Linked DNA regions of Zea mays: region 2 is linked to region 1. Evidence: chromatin contacts called from public Hi-C data. All regions are on one chromosome and are shown on one strand. Each heading gives the region's core, a stretch centred on a gene start, on an enhancer-like site or on the middle of the called end of the contact. The rest is flanking DNA. Distances are from core to core; before and after follow the strand shown.

Region 1 (6,716 bases), core at 2,451-4,950:
GCTAGAGAAGTAGCTGAGGCTGCTGAAAAGAGCGCAGGGGCCGAAGGTCAATTAGGTATTAAATAATGGTTTTTATCGTGTTGTAATCTTAGGCTTTAAAATTTGTTTGCGATTTGTAATAGCAATGTAGCCGTGTCCTGTCCTTCCTCAGATCCTACTGAAGTATCTCCGGGTGCACGGCCTAGGGGTGATGATGAGATTAAAAAGATGGCTGAGGCTATTATGGATGAAGTTGTCGATCGACTGTTGAACGAAGCTGCAGAAGTGGTACTTAGGGAAGACTAAATGCTATTGTAAAAACATTTTAAATGTAACATGTGTAATATCTTGTAATCCTGTATGTAATATATTTGTTTTATTTTTCTTTATGGTTCAATTCTTTACGATGCATGAAACTTTACATACGTACCGTTTTTGAGTCTGGCGAAAAAACACCTTCCCTTCTTTTCATGCTTCGTGAAGAAGAATTACCATTTATCACAACAATGTCCGAAGTATCCTGAAAAGTGTTGAAGCTTCGTAGAAACATTCTTCAAGGCTATACTTCAGAGATCAATATTGTTTCTCCTTGTGACTTGGCATGATTTGCCCCTTTTTCAAAACGTTTTCCCGAAGATTGATATCATATCTCTTTCTTATGCCACATGCAGTATGATGTATGATGCTTATGTTATGCAAAAAATGATGTGATGATGTTATGCTATGTAAAGTGATATTCCGAAGGTACAGGCATATCTGCGGGATAAAACATAATCTTTTTGTGAATCAGCGTTGACTTTTCGCTATAAGCCTCCCTTAGGAGCTTCTTCGCCTTTTACTTAGGCGGTATCAGCGTTGACTTTTCGCTGTAAGCTCTGCATTCCCTTAGGAACGACTTTGGAGCTTCTTCGCCTTTTACTTAGGCGGTATCAGCGTTGACTTTTCGCTATATGCTCTGCATTCCTTTTGGAACGACTTTGGAGCAGAAAACTTACACTGCGCTCCCTTCGGAACGACTTTTTGTGACTTCGTCAGACTTACTCTGCGTTCCTTGGAACGACTTTTCGTTGCTTCGAAGAATTTTTTCGATAATTCGAAGGTCCTCTTTGTTATGACAAATCCTTGTACTTCAACAACTGGAGCCTGTGAAGAAAATATATTTTCCTTATGGGAATTGATGAAACCATTTTCATAAAATCTAAGCAATGTCCTTTATTACACAGAAAATAAAACTGAATGAAAAAGATTACTATTAAGGTAGGATATTCGTCAATAGATGTGCTTTGACTCTGGCACAGTGCTATTGACTGTACGAGCTTCGGACTGCTCTCTGAAGTCCCTCTGGTGTGGAGTATACTGGCTCCCTTCTGGCTGCTGGCCTTGTTGCAACGGAGGTGGAGGCGGAGGCTGCTGCCAGGAAGCTTGAGGCTGACTTGCCGAAGCAACAGAAACTGCAGGATGGTTGCCCACATATTCTGGGATGTAGGGCGAATGATACGAAGCTGTATGCATGACCTGCTTCGGCTGAGTTTGTTGTGCTGCTGCTTCAGCTATTTCCTTTTGCTTCTGAATAGTAACATGGCACATCCTGGTAGTATGGCCTTTGTTCTCACCGCAGAATAAGCAAAAGATTCTTCTCGGTTGATCGCCAAATCTTCCTCCGAAGCCCCTGGCACCTCTGCCTCTTGGTGCTGGTGGTCGGAAAGAGCTTTGCTGTTGCCCCGAAGCCTGTGAGGAGTATTGTGGCCTTTGCTGCTGACTCCCTTTATCATCATTTTGAGTAGAATTGTGAATTGACCTGACATGCCTCGGGTAGAACCTTCCTCCGAAGCCCCTGGTCATCTCAGAAAACCTGAAAGCCTCCTCCCTTCTTTGACGAAAATCATTGTCAGCTCGAATGTATTCATCCATCTTCTGGAGCAACTTTTCCAGCGTTTGTGGTGGCTTTCTGGCAAAATACTGTGCTGACGGCCCTGGCCGAAGCCCCTTGATCATAGCCTCAATGACAATCTCATTGGGCACTGTTGGCGCCTGTGCCCTCAATCGTAGAAACCTTCGGACATATGCCTGAAGGTACTCCTCATGGTCCTGGGTACACTGGAAGAGAGCCTGAGCAGTTACCGGCTTCGTCTGAAACCCTTGAAAGCTAGTTATCAGCATATCCTTCAGTTTCTGCCAAGAAGTGATTGTCCCTGGCCGAAGAGAAGAGTACCAAGTCTGAGCAACGCTTCTGACGGCCATGACAAATGATTTTGCCATGACTGCCATGTTGCCACCGTACGAAGATATAGTTGCTTCATAGCTCATAAGGAATTGCTTAGGGTCTGAGTGACCGTCATATATGGGAAGCTGGGGTGGCTTGTAAGTCTGTGGCCAAGGTGTAGCCTGCAATTCTGTTGAGAGAGGGGAAGCATCATCAAAAGCAAAGTTGCCATGGTGGAAATCGTCATACCGGTCTTCCTCATTACGAAAGTCTTCCTGGTGAAACTCTCTGCGTGGAGGCCTTCGGTTTTGATCATCTTGAACAAGATGACGAACCTCTTCGGAAGCTTCATCTATTTGTCTCTGAAGATCAGCTAGACGGGCCATCTTCTCCTTCTTGCGTTGAACCTGTTGCTGAAGGATTTCCAGATTCTGAATTTCCTGATCTAGATCATCCTCCGGAGGTGTTGGACTGGCTGCCTTCCTCTTCTGGCTTCGTGCCTCTCTAAGAGAAAGGACGTCTTGATTGGGGTCCAGCGGCTGCAGCGTGCCAGCCCCTGCTGCTGAAGCCTTCTTCGGCGGCATGACGAAGGTGATGCTTGCCGAAGGTGTTGAAAAGCTCAAGAAATGGAAGTGAGTTCACCGGAGGTGGGCGCCAATGTTGGGGACTTGTTCTCAAGTGCTAAGAGTTAAGAACAAGGCAACACAGAAAATGTTAATCGTTATAGTCCTTCGTCCTCCGAAGCATTATTTCCCTTAGGATATAATGATTTACGGACGAAGGTTATGAAGGACGTACCTTCATAAAATCATTAAACGGTGATGAAGGTAAAAATGTAAAGGATATAAAAGACAATATGAACGATTATATATTATTATCAGGCATAAACAGAAATATTATTGAATTACAAGTGTACCTTCAATCGAGAGAGGATGACAATACAAATGTGACGCAAAAAGTGAATGCCCAGTCAGCGTGAACAGTACGGGGATACTGTTCACCTATTTATAGGCACGGGACACAGCCCTTACAAAATTACATACATGCCCTTTACATTTGATAATAATTCTATAGTAGTCTATCGAGGTCTGAATAGCCTTTTCATCTTTAAGTCGGTTCCACTCTTTGCTGTCACGCCGAAGCTTTCCTGCTCGCACCTTCGGCTCTGTATCAACCTTCGTATTATTCCGGTCTACAGCAATGCCGACTTTAGTCCGAGGATACCTGTTCACACATTGTACTCCAGAAATACTGTTAAATCCTGTTTTTGAGGACCTTCGGATGCCGAAGGTCCCCAACAATTTGGATCTTATGTTCTAAAAATTATTTGGCTAAAATTAAGGATTTGACTTCACATAACTTATGGGGTCGAATGGACTATATTTTTTGAGGCTAACTAAACTTTAGATATCACTATAGGCTGTATATCTGGAGCTTTAGCAAAAACTGAAATAATCTGAATTTTAGAAGCTAATAAGTTTTAATGACATCTTAACAGAGCCCCCAAAAAAATTTAGTGGAAGCCACGCTTCCAAAAATTGGTCCCTTTCGGCAACCATCTCTCTTACCTCTTCTGATGTTGATGTGCCTTTTTAACCCCCACCGCACCGCCACCGCACGCTGTTGCGGCCGCGCCATATAAAAGCTGCCGAGCAAAACTCCGTCGCCCACACCGTTACCCCCCCTACGCCGCACTGCGAAACCAACAACCAAATCAAATCCGGAGCCAGTAGGGAGTGGTAGGCGGAGCGGAGCCGCGAGGAGCCCGCGTGTCGCGAGAGAGCAGAGGCGGCGGACCGGCGGCGTCCACCGAACAGGAGATCTTGCCGTGACATCGTCCCGTCGCCTGTTCCCACCAGAATCGAAGGAGAAACTTCGTCGCCGCTGCCGCGGCATCCGGTCATCCTCGCCGCTTGCCAATGCAGGTGGAGACCACCGCGGTAAGGCCCCTCTGCGCGCGGTTCCGTTGGTGGGAGCAGCGACAGCGTGCTGTTTGCACAGCTGCTGCGAATTCAGTAGCACTACTATTTTGGACAACTGATGCATTAGCTTCTCGCCGTAGGTCATCGATTTTCGTGGTTCAATAACTTTTTTTTTGTAACATCAACTCTCCTTTCTAAGAAAAGGCAAATGGTGTGGATTTGATTGGACGCCACGTGATAGCGCGTGCGCTTTCATCAAAGGCTTCAAAGCAGCTTGCAGCTTGGCTTATTAGGTGTCTGTGTGCTTTCTTTTGCAGAGCTCGCTTAAGATGTCGCCGTGTTTGAACCTCAGTTGGACCTGGTCAGGACAAATGTGACTGGTTGGGCTATATACGGATTGACGTACCTGTTGCGAGTTGCTGCTGCTGGACTGTGATTGTTTTGTCACGTATTGAGGCTCATGGAGTCACGGATGGATCAGTACGAAATCATGGAGCAGATTGGCCGTGGGGCTTTCGGTGCCGCCATACTAGTCAATCACAAATCTGAAAAGAAGAAGTAAGATATAGCGCTCTTCCATCAGTATGTAGGCTATATATGGCTTTGTCCCTTCCCTACCATTTGGGTAACTGTATGATTGTCTTGCAGGTATGTGCTGAAGAAAATCCGTCTTGCGAGGCAGACTGAGCGCTGTCGGAAGTCTGCCCATCAAGAGGTTGGTGAAATGTGATGCTTTATTTCTGATTCATCGGTTGTGCCTTGAAGAGTCAGTAAGGGAAAAGCTGAATTGCAGATGGCTCTAATTGCTCGGCTGCAGCACCCTTACATTGTTGAATTCAAGGAGGCTTGGGTTGAGAAGGTTTTGTAGTTCAGGAACTTGTTCTTACCTTGTTTCTTCTGTTTGAACTTATTTAGTTGACAAGGTGAGTTATGCAGGGTTGTTATGTCTGCATTGTCACGGGCTATTGTGAAGGTGGAGACATGTGAGTGTGCTTTGGCGGTCATCCTTTTAGTTGCAACATAACCACATTTAGTTATGAGAACCTTTGTCTTGTTTTTCAGGGATGAGCTGATGAAGAAATCAAATGGTACCTACTTTCCTGAGGAGGTATGAGAAGACTTGTGCATTTTGTTTATCTGGTTGAAGGAAGGAAATCATCCACATTGCACTTATAACACCGAATAATCTTCAGGTATTGCTTAAATGGTTCGCTCAATTGGTGTTGGCTGTAGATTACTTGCACTCGAACTATGTCTTGCACCGTGATCTGAAAGTAAGTGAAACACAATAGATGATCATCATTGTCAATTTTTTATGCAATAAATGGTCATGACTCCTCAAACTTGCAGTGCTCCAACATATTTCTCACCAAAGACCAGGACATACGCCTTGGTTAGTCTCTCACAACAAATACAGTAATGCAAGTCTGTAATTGACATATTACATCTGTTTCTTGTTATGCTTCAGCATATCAAGTTATCTTATTACCTGGTTTCCATGCAGGAGACTTTGGCCTGGCGAAGACTTTGAAGGAAGATGATCTAACTTCATCGGTATGATGTTCCTGCATGTTTCCTTCTTTCCTCTTTGATCTGTCTAAAATCCTTGTGTCATCCGAAAGTTTCCAGTTTATAGAAAAAATTACTGAGTTTGTTAATCTCTCATACAATACATCAGATAAAATTCTAACCATAAAGTTTTTCACCAGTTGTGAATTTACCCCTCACATTGTTTATATTTGGATTAACATTTCATTTTACAACTGATTGGGAACCTCATTTCCTTACTTCCACTGGGTCAGTTTTGGGACTTTTGGCCCAAACTCCAGTTAGAGTATTGAAAGAAAGGAATTAAAATTCAGAAGCAGGGGCCCCTGTGGGGAGGATCCTTTCTCCCCATTATACTCATTTTTATATTTACCATGAACCATGTAGATATGCTAGTCCATCTCATGGAATGTATGGAAGTGTAATTGTGCTTTTGCATTCGTGCAATAACTGGTGGCACCATGTTTTTTTTAGGTGGTCGGGACACCAAATTACATGTGCCCAGAGCTGCTAGCTGATATTCCCTATGGTTTCAAGTCAGACATCTGGTCTCTCGGTATTACGTTTTACCTGGTTCAATTCTTTCAGTAATGTGAGATGTTTACATAACTGGTGATTTATTATAAATTCCTGACTTAACATGTTTTCATTTGCTTAGGATGTTGTATGTATGAGATGGCAGCTCACCGCCCTGCCTTCAAGGCATTTGTGAGTTTTTGTCTGATCTTATGTTTTTTTCACTGCCTCAAAATGTAGTTCTTTTTAGTTGATAGTTGTCATGAGTCAAATTTCTCTAACATAGACTAAGTTTGTAGAATTAACATCTACAATACCAAACAAATCCACTATCAAGACATTTAAGGGTGAATTTAATGAAATTAATTTGATTTTATACATGTTTTTGCAGTTTCATTATGAAATAGAGGGAGTACTTCAAAATGGTTACCTATATACAGATTCCTCTGGTTTATTCTAGTCAGAAAATTTCCCTTTTACGTTACATTACATTAAATAAAGGGAACATGGGTATTCTTTGGTGCTCTTTTAGTGATCCTAGTGTATGT
Region 2 (6,716 bases), core at 2,342-4,841, 160 kb after region 1:
CACAAAAGCACTTTGGTTCGGAGAGATAATATCATCAAGGATGTCTTTTAAACGCAAAAGAAGAAATAGAATCAAACGTTTGCTTTCAGAAGAAGGTAGCTGGGTGGAGGAGAAGAATTTGGCAAGCTATGTGGAAACACAATATAAATCTCTCTTCCAGTCTCAAGGTGTCAATCGTTTAGATGACATCATGAACAGTGTGCAGCGACGAGTTTCACTGGCAATGAACATAAAACTGATGGCAGCATATACTGAGGATGAAGTTGATAAAGCTCTGAACGCCATTGGTGATCTAAAAGCGCCAGGTCTGGACGAGATGTCTGCAATTTTTTTCAAAAAATTCTGGTCCCAAATTGGAGAATGTATTGAGGATGAGGTGTTGCAAGTTCTTAATGGAAGCCCAATGCCGGAGGGTTAGAACGATACTAATGTGGTGTTAATCCCCAAGATAAAAGAACCTCGTCGTTTGAAGATCCAAAGGATCTTCGTCCTATTAGGGCGCGTTTGGATCGTTTCCCAGGGCTGCCTGGCTCGCACCATACCAGCCAGGTTACAGCTGGCCTGGTTGAGTTCCTCCAACAGCCCAGTGTTTGGTTACTCGGTCAAGTCGATCCTGGCTGCACAGAGTCTATGTTTGGTTGCTTGTATGAGATGCGGATTCAAATTGCAGATGCAAGCACATGGACGTTTGGTTGGCTGCATGCATGTTGTTAAAGTCACCTCTTGCATACATTGGTAAGGTTACCACCACAGACCAAGAGGGGATAAAACAGCTAATGTAACCATTATTACATCAATTTGGAAACTAAAATTGTAATGATTAAAGCTTGAACTAATATTACAACACCTCCTGCAAATATTATTACATCTTTAATTGTAATAGCACTAGCTTTGTTCCTAAGAAGTACTGGAACTTCCTGTTGTTTGTCCTCATTGTCGTGACCATTGAAAGCTGTCATCGCTTCTTCTCTTGAATTGTATCTTTTGTAGCAAGCTCCTTTGCAACCATTTACTTGAGCATGGCAAGCTTCCCAGGAAGAGTAGACACCAGTTTGACGGCCAACATGTACTACGTACCAAGCCATAGCTGTAAATTTTGTTAGGACACTTCACAATTTGAGGTAGTATCATAGAATGATCATAGGCCATTTATTGTGCTCAGTAACTGAACTGGTAATTCAATACTTACAACACAGTTAGGTAGTGGTTTGGTAATCATCATAGGCAATGGAAATCATCTCAGATCAAGATATCAAAATTTGCCAATCAACATAGGCAATGGAAACCATCTCAGATCAAGCATGAAAATCACATACATCATAGGCAATAGAAACCATCTCAGATCAAGCATGAAAATCACATACATTACAGGCAACAATCTGACTGATCGTAGGCAAAGGAAAGAACAGAGGCAAAGGAAACAATAGAGGCAAAGGAAATTAGCTCATGCATCAAAGTCATGGTTACAAATGCAACTGGAACTTTGAATCTAGGTCCACCACATCACAGGCAACAATCTGACTGATCACATATGCCTTCAACCTCTCAGTACTCCAACAACCCAGCAAAGGATCACCCTCAGACCTAAAGACCCCCAGAAATTAGTGACCTTACAGACAAGCAAGTTGTCTCACAGCAAAAGCAAAACCTCTCATGGTATATGTTTGGCTACCCAAAAGAATGATCAGTCAGTTAGCATAATATGCATCTACAGGAAGTAGTTCTTGGCTAGCCATGTCCTTAGCCACAGGACACGATGGGAGTCAGTCATGTGGACAAAAGCATCCCCCTGCGCCTTGTTGTCCACCAGATGAGAGAAAGCACAAATTAAAGCTTCCTCACTAAATCCAGGCATATACATGACTGCAACATATAGGTCAGGATTAATCACCTCCACTTTGGTCTCACGAATAGCAGCTGCCACATCCTTGACAGCATCTGTCATTTTAGACAACATCAGAGTGTCCTCATCAGTGAGCACACCCCTCTTCCTCTTATTGCCTACACCACTACTACCTTCTTTCATATCCTTTGTTGCCTCACCAAGGGAATCAGTCTTAACTGACTTACCACTCTTGTCTTCATCAAGGGAATCAGTCTTAACAGAGCTAGTAGCAACCTCGCATGGAGATCCTAAAGCTTCATTTGAACCCATAGCATACTTCCCAGTTGCTAATCCTGTCCCAAATATAGTCATCATCTCCTTATAGTTTTCTATAGGCTTGTTTAAGAACTCAGCATCCTTAGGGTGGGCCTAAGTATAACATTCAGGACAAGTTAGGCATACAATACAAGTGGAAAAAGGAATGCCACCACTGTAGTAATGTTCAGGACAAGTTAGGAATAAACACAGACCTTAATGTGGCCATTGTAGTGCTCATCCTCCAGACTTATCATGCATAAGTCTTCATCCCAATTGGCACCACTCAACTCTCTTAATTTTGCCACCCTCATCCACCTCTGTCTCCATTTACGTAAGTGGTTGTACACCTGAGTACCGGTCACCTCACTGCCAGACTTAGTAATGTTTGGTGAATGACCCTAAATCTTTGGTTGTGGCCTACTACATGAAGAAACATTGCCACTTGCTCTTCTATAGAACTGTGTATGGTGTCCCTTAGCAAGTTTCTATCCCTAAACAGGTTACACAAGTTGAAGAATGGAGCTCTACGCATGCGCAGCATGCTAATACATTCTACATCATTGCAATTGTAAATTTTGTTCAGGTTTGCTTGCCTTTCCTCATCCATAGCACTTAATGGGCCGTATGTGATTTGAGGACGCGTAGCTTGTGCCACCCTAAGCCTACTCATGAAGTATGCATAAATAACAGCAACAAAAGCAGCCGCTTGATTGACAAGCAGTGTTCTCTGATCCATAGGTTCCATCTAATACATAGCAAGAATGGAAAATGCATGGCTCAGAACATGTTCTCACATAACAAAATGAAACATCAATGACTAAGATATGTGCTCAGATAACATAATGAAACATCAATGACTAAGACATGTGCTCAGATAATAAAATGAAACTTCAGTAAGGGACATGAATCATATGCAAAGTTTCAACACTAATCCACAGGGAATCACAAGATCTAGGGCGGATTTGAGGTTACCTGCGCTTTTTGGTCAAGAACCCTAACCGAGATAACCACGAACCCTAACCAGATTCCAACAGATCGAAGGAAAGGGGAAACACAAAAAATGTTAGGAGCGACCACAGATCTTGCACATCCCGAAAATGAAGAAGGAAATAGCACAAAACATCACCTGCTCTCACCGACAGAAAGAAATGAAGAGAGAAAGATGAAGGGACGAAAGAGGGTTGCGACGCCACAGAGGGGTACATATACCAGAGATTGGCGCGAAAGGAGGCGGTAACCCTAGGAGCTTCCCGCGCGAACGCGGCTGCATGGCGGGAGCCGCCTTTCGGAGCGCGCGCTCGCCCGCTCGCGTGCGCAGCCAGCCAGGCCGAGGAGAAACGAGAACTCCAGGCGTTCCGCCGGAGCCAGGCTGGGGAGGGGGTATTGCACGAGCGCATGCAGCATCTGGATGCAGTGCAGGCAACCAAACACCCTAACATAGGATTCCATGGGCCAGGCTGGGCCAAAACCAGGCAACCAAACGCGCCCTTAGCCTTTGTAATGTACTATATAAAATTATCCTAAGACTACACTTCTAGGTGGGGAGAAAACACGACAATTCTAGCTGAATAAAAGGTTCGAAATGGGCTAGTTGGTCCAGTTGCACGAGGTCTTAGCTCGTCCTTCCTATCCAACACCCCTGGTCTCAGCTCGGCCGGTTAGACTATCCACAGCGGTTTTTTCTAAATTTTTCCCTTTATACTATTTTTTTTTTTGCGTCACATCATCAACATTCCATCCCTTACTTTTTTATCTCCCGCAACGGTTTCCCCTATATTCTCTCCCTATATCCCACTACAACCATAAAATATCATTTCCTATACCTACTTTTCATCTACTATCAATTTTTCTCTATCTAATAAATACTCACGTGTATACAAAACGACGCAAGAGGAGCCGCTGGCGTTACCCTAAATCTAGCGGATCACTGTGCATCACGCTTGTACTGTAGCAGTTGTAGCGGTGAGCGCTGCATCATATAGGGTTCCTCTGCACACCCTAAACCAAAGGGAGGGGGCGCCTGGCGGGATGCGCTGCATATAGCCTTAGGCCCATCCTTTATCTAGGGCGTTAGGCTGTCTCCAGCAACGTCCCCTAAATTTCGTCCTCTAAAGGAATATTCTCTGTCTTTTACAGCACACTCTAAAAGATTTTATCTTCTATATCATCTCAGTCTCCAACAACGTTCCTTAAATTTGGTCCTCTATAGCTACAGTATTAACAGAATACACAACTACCTTATTTATTCAACGTTAAATAGTCGTATTCAAATTCAATCACGACACCTTGGCAGTCTAAGCTACAAATTTTAACCTTGTTTGCCAAATGACCAATTAATCATCACATTACTCGTATGATTCATCTCGATTCATCCAACAAACTAACGATAAAATGTAATGGCAAAAATCAAACCGTTTTCCACAACAAAAAACATAAATCGTAGGACCAAAAAAATCACTGCTTGGAAGGATGCATCGGTTGCCTAAGGCCGGAGACTCGCTGTTGTACGAGGAGATGGGCGCGCACAGGCACACCCGCGTGAACGACGCCGCCACGTTCAGCGACGAAGACCTGCGCAGCTTCCCGGGGCCCCTCGCCAGCGCCGCGCCCTTGCCGGCGGCCGTCACCCCCGATGCCGCCGCCGCCTTCGTCGGCGATGCCTTGGCCCCGCACGCCGCCGGCTGCTTCCAGACGAGGAGGAGGAGAACGCGATGGCGAAGGCCGTGGCGAGCCTGGTGGCAACGAGGGGCCCCAGGACGCTCCACCGAGGACCTGGCCCTGGCCGGTGGAGACCAGCACGGCGAGGTTGAATGCCTCGGGCTGGGCAAGGGCGGTAGCACGGTGCCTGCCACGGAGAGGAAGTAGACATTTCAAGGCGCAGGAGAGAGAACCGGTCGGCGTTTAGCGGACGCTCAGCAAGCTCCACATTTGACGTCTCCCGAACGAGTGCTAAAATTTAGCGTGCAGTTTACTAGATGTTGTTGGAGTTAAAAAGAAGTCTGACGTCCGCTATATTCAAGGTACCGGATCCTTTACCGGACCTTGCTGGACACAGCCTTAGGACCATACGGGGCTGCTTGGATTACTTGATGAGGTCTGTGTCAACTTGCCGAGCTAGGAACTTGCCCTGGCCGAAGTGAGTGTTTGATTGTATTGCTCATATCATCCACCGAGGAATCATGCTCCCGATACCCGTCAATAGGAATGTAAATGATATGGAATTAAGGATAATGTTCGTCTGTATTCGTATTTGATCTGTTTAAGAGGACTAAGATCCGTTCTATATTCGAGTTCAAGTATTCAGTATTCGATCCGTATCCGATCTATATCTATATTCACATACTCAAAGTTGAATATTCAAAATGTCGGCATTCATTTAAATTTTTTCGAAACAATTCGATAACATTCGTATTTGATCTAAATCTGAAAAAATATAAAAACAAATATAGAATGACTAGACGAGTAATATCTATCTGTATTCGATCTAATTACATCCTAACCCGTCAAGACATATTCTAGATATACTATTATGATAAATAATTTATATACTAAAGCAACTTGTTTTATATGTTTACAATAAAATTTGTTTGATATTTTCTGATTTACCATAAGTTTTTATAAGTTTTTTGTTTTAAAATTTCAAAGATAAAATTCCCCCAGAAAACAAAACCCTGTCGTTGTCGCAAGTTGGCCCAGCGTTTAGGCCCCCGCTGGAGGATAGGTCGGCCCAACGCGACGAAGCCTAGGGCGCGAGCAACAAATGAAAAAAAAACCCTGGCGTTTTGGCCTACTAACACGTGGTCCATTGCACCGTTCCACGGAGTTAGGTTATAAACGATATGGATATTATCTGTTCATATTCAAATTCGATCCGTCTAAAGAAGTTGAGATCTCATCTGTATCTAAATCAGGGTACTTAATATTTAATTTGTATCTATATTTTTAAAGTTAGATATTTAATATGTCGATATCTATTTAAATCTTATCCGATACACTTTGATAATATCTGCATCTGATCCGAATCTGAAGAGAAAATATGGAAACAAATATGAAACAACTAATATCCATATGTATCCGATCCAATTACAACCCCACACTGAGTCGTCTACTTCACACTCGAACCCTCATATATTTCTCTATCTTTGCAATCTCGAGTACGTGTAAATCTTTTTATCTCTATTTCTTCTCTACTCCTTTAAAGCACGAGTTTCGTGCATCGTGTATCATGCGTCATAGATGAAAGGAAAATGGCCTCAACATTTTCTATAATCGATTTTGATGTATGATGTCCATCACAAACCATATGGACTAACTAGTTTGGCTAGTGGATATTTTTATCAGGTGCATAAAGCTCACATCAATATACAAAGAAAATGACTTGAGGGAATTCTACAGAATTTGGAGCATACAGGATCTGGTGTAGCCAGTGGCGCAGCGGACACTATCCGGTGCCCTGGCTGAGCACCTCGCGAACTGGCCGCTCTCGGGTTTTCTCGGCGCTCGTCCACTAAAATTCATCGGACTGTCCGGTGTGCCACCGGACTGTCCGGTGAGACAACGGAGCAACAGTCAA

Evidence for each region. Hi-C and Micro-C count contacts between places; a contact is called where the count stands out from the background.
Region 2: a Hi-C map of leaf shows a contact between it and region 1, with 5 times the contacts expected there. The contact joins the promoter of LOC103630398 here to the promoter of LOC103630397 in region 1. A contact is called at or near these places in 8 of 25 Hi-C or Micro-C datasets (bundle sheath, ear, endosperm and 2 more) and 1 of 3 datasets of contacts at active chromatin or transcription factors (leaf).

What each region holds. Positions count from the first base shown.
Region 1 is chr6:160,277,745-160,284,460 of Zm-B73-REFERENCE-NAM-5.0, forward strand. LOC103630397 (serine/threonine-protein kinase Nek4) reads left to right here and starts at 3,701. Exons shown (of 15, transcript XM_008651450.3): 1 at 3,701-4,122; 2 at 4,422-4,662; 3 at 4,753-4,819; 4 at 4,898-4,963; 5 at 5,041-5,087; 6 at 5,167-5,212; 7 at 5,298-5,378; 8 at 5,455-5,497; 9 at 5,609-5,658; 10 at 6,127-6,208; 11 at 6,311-6,360. The coding sequence starts at 4,565.
Region 2 is chr6:160,436,311-160,443,026 of Zm-B73-REFERENCE-NAM-5.0, forward strand. It overlaps LOC103630398, which reads right to left and starts at 3,592. Exons shown (of 3, transcript XM_020540139.1): 1 at 3,404-3,592; 2 at 2,356-2,541; 3 at 708-2,254. The coding sequence starts at 3,592. The coding sequence ends at 1,709.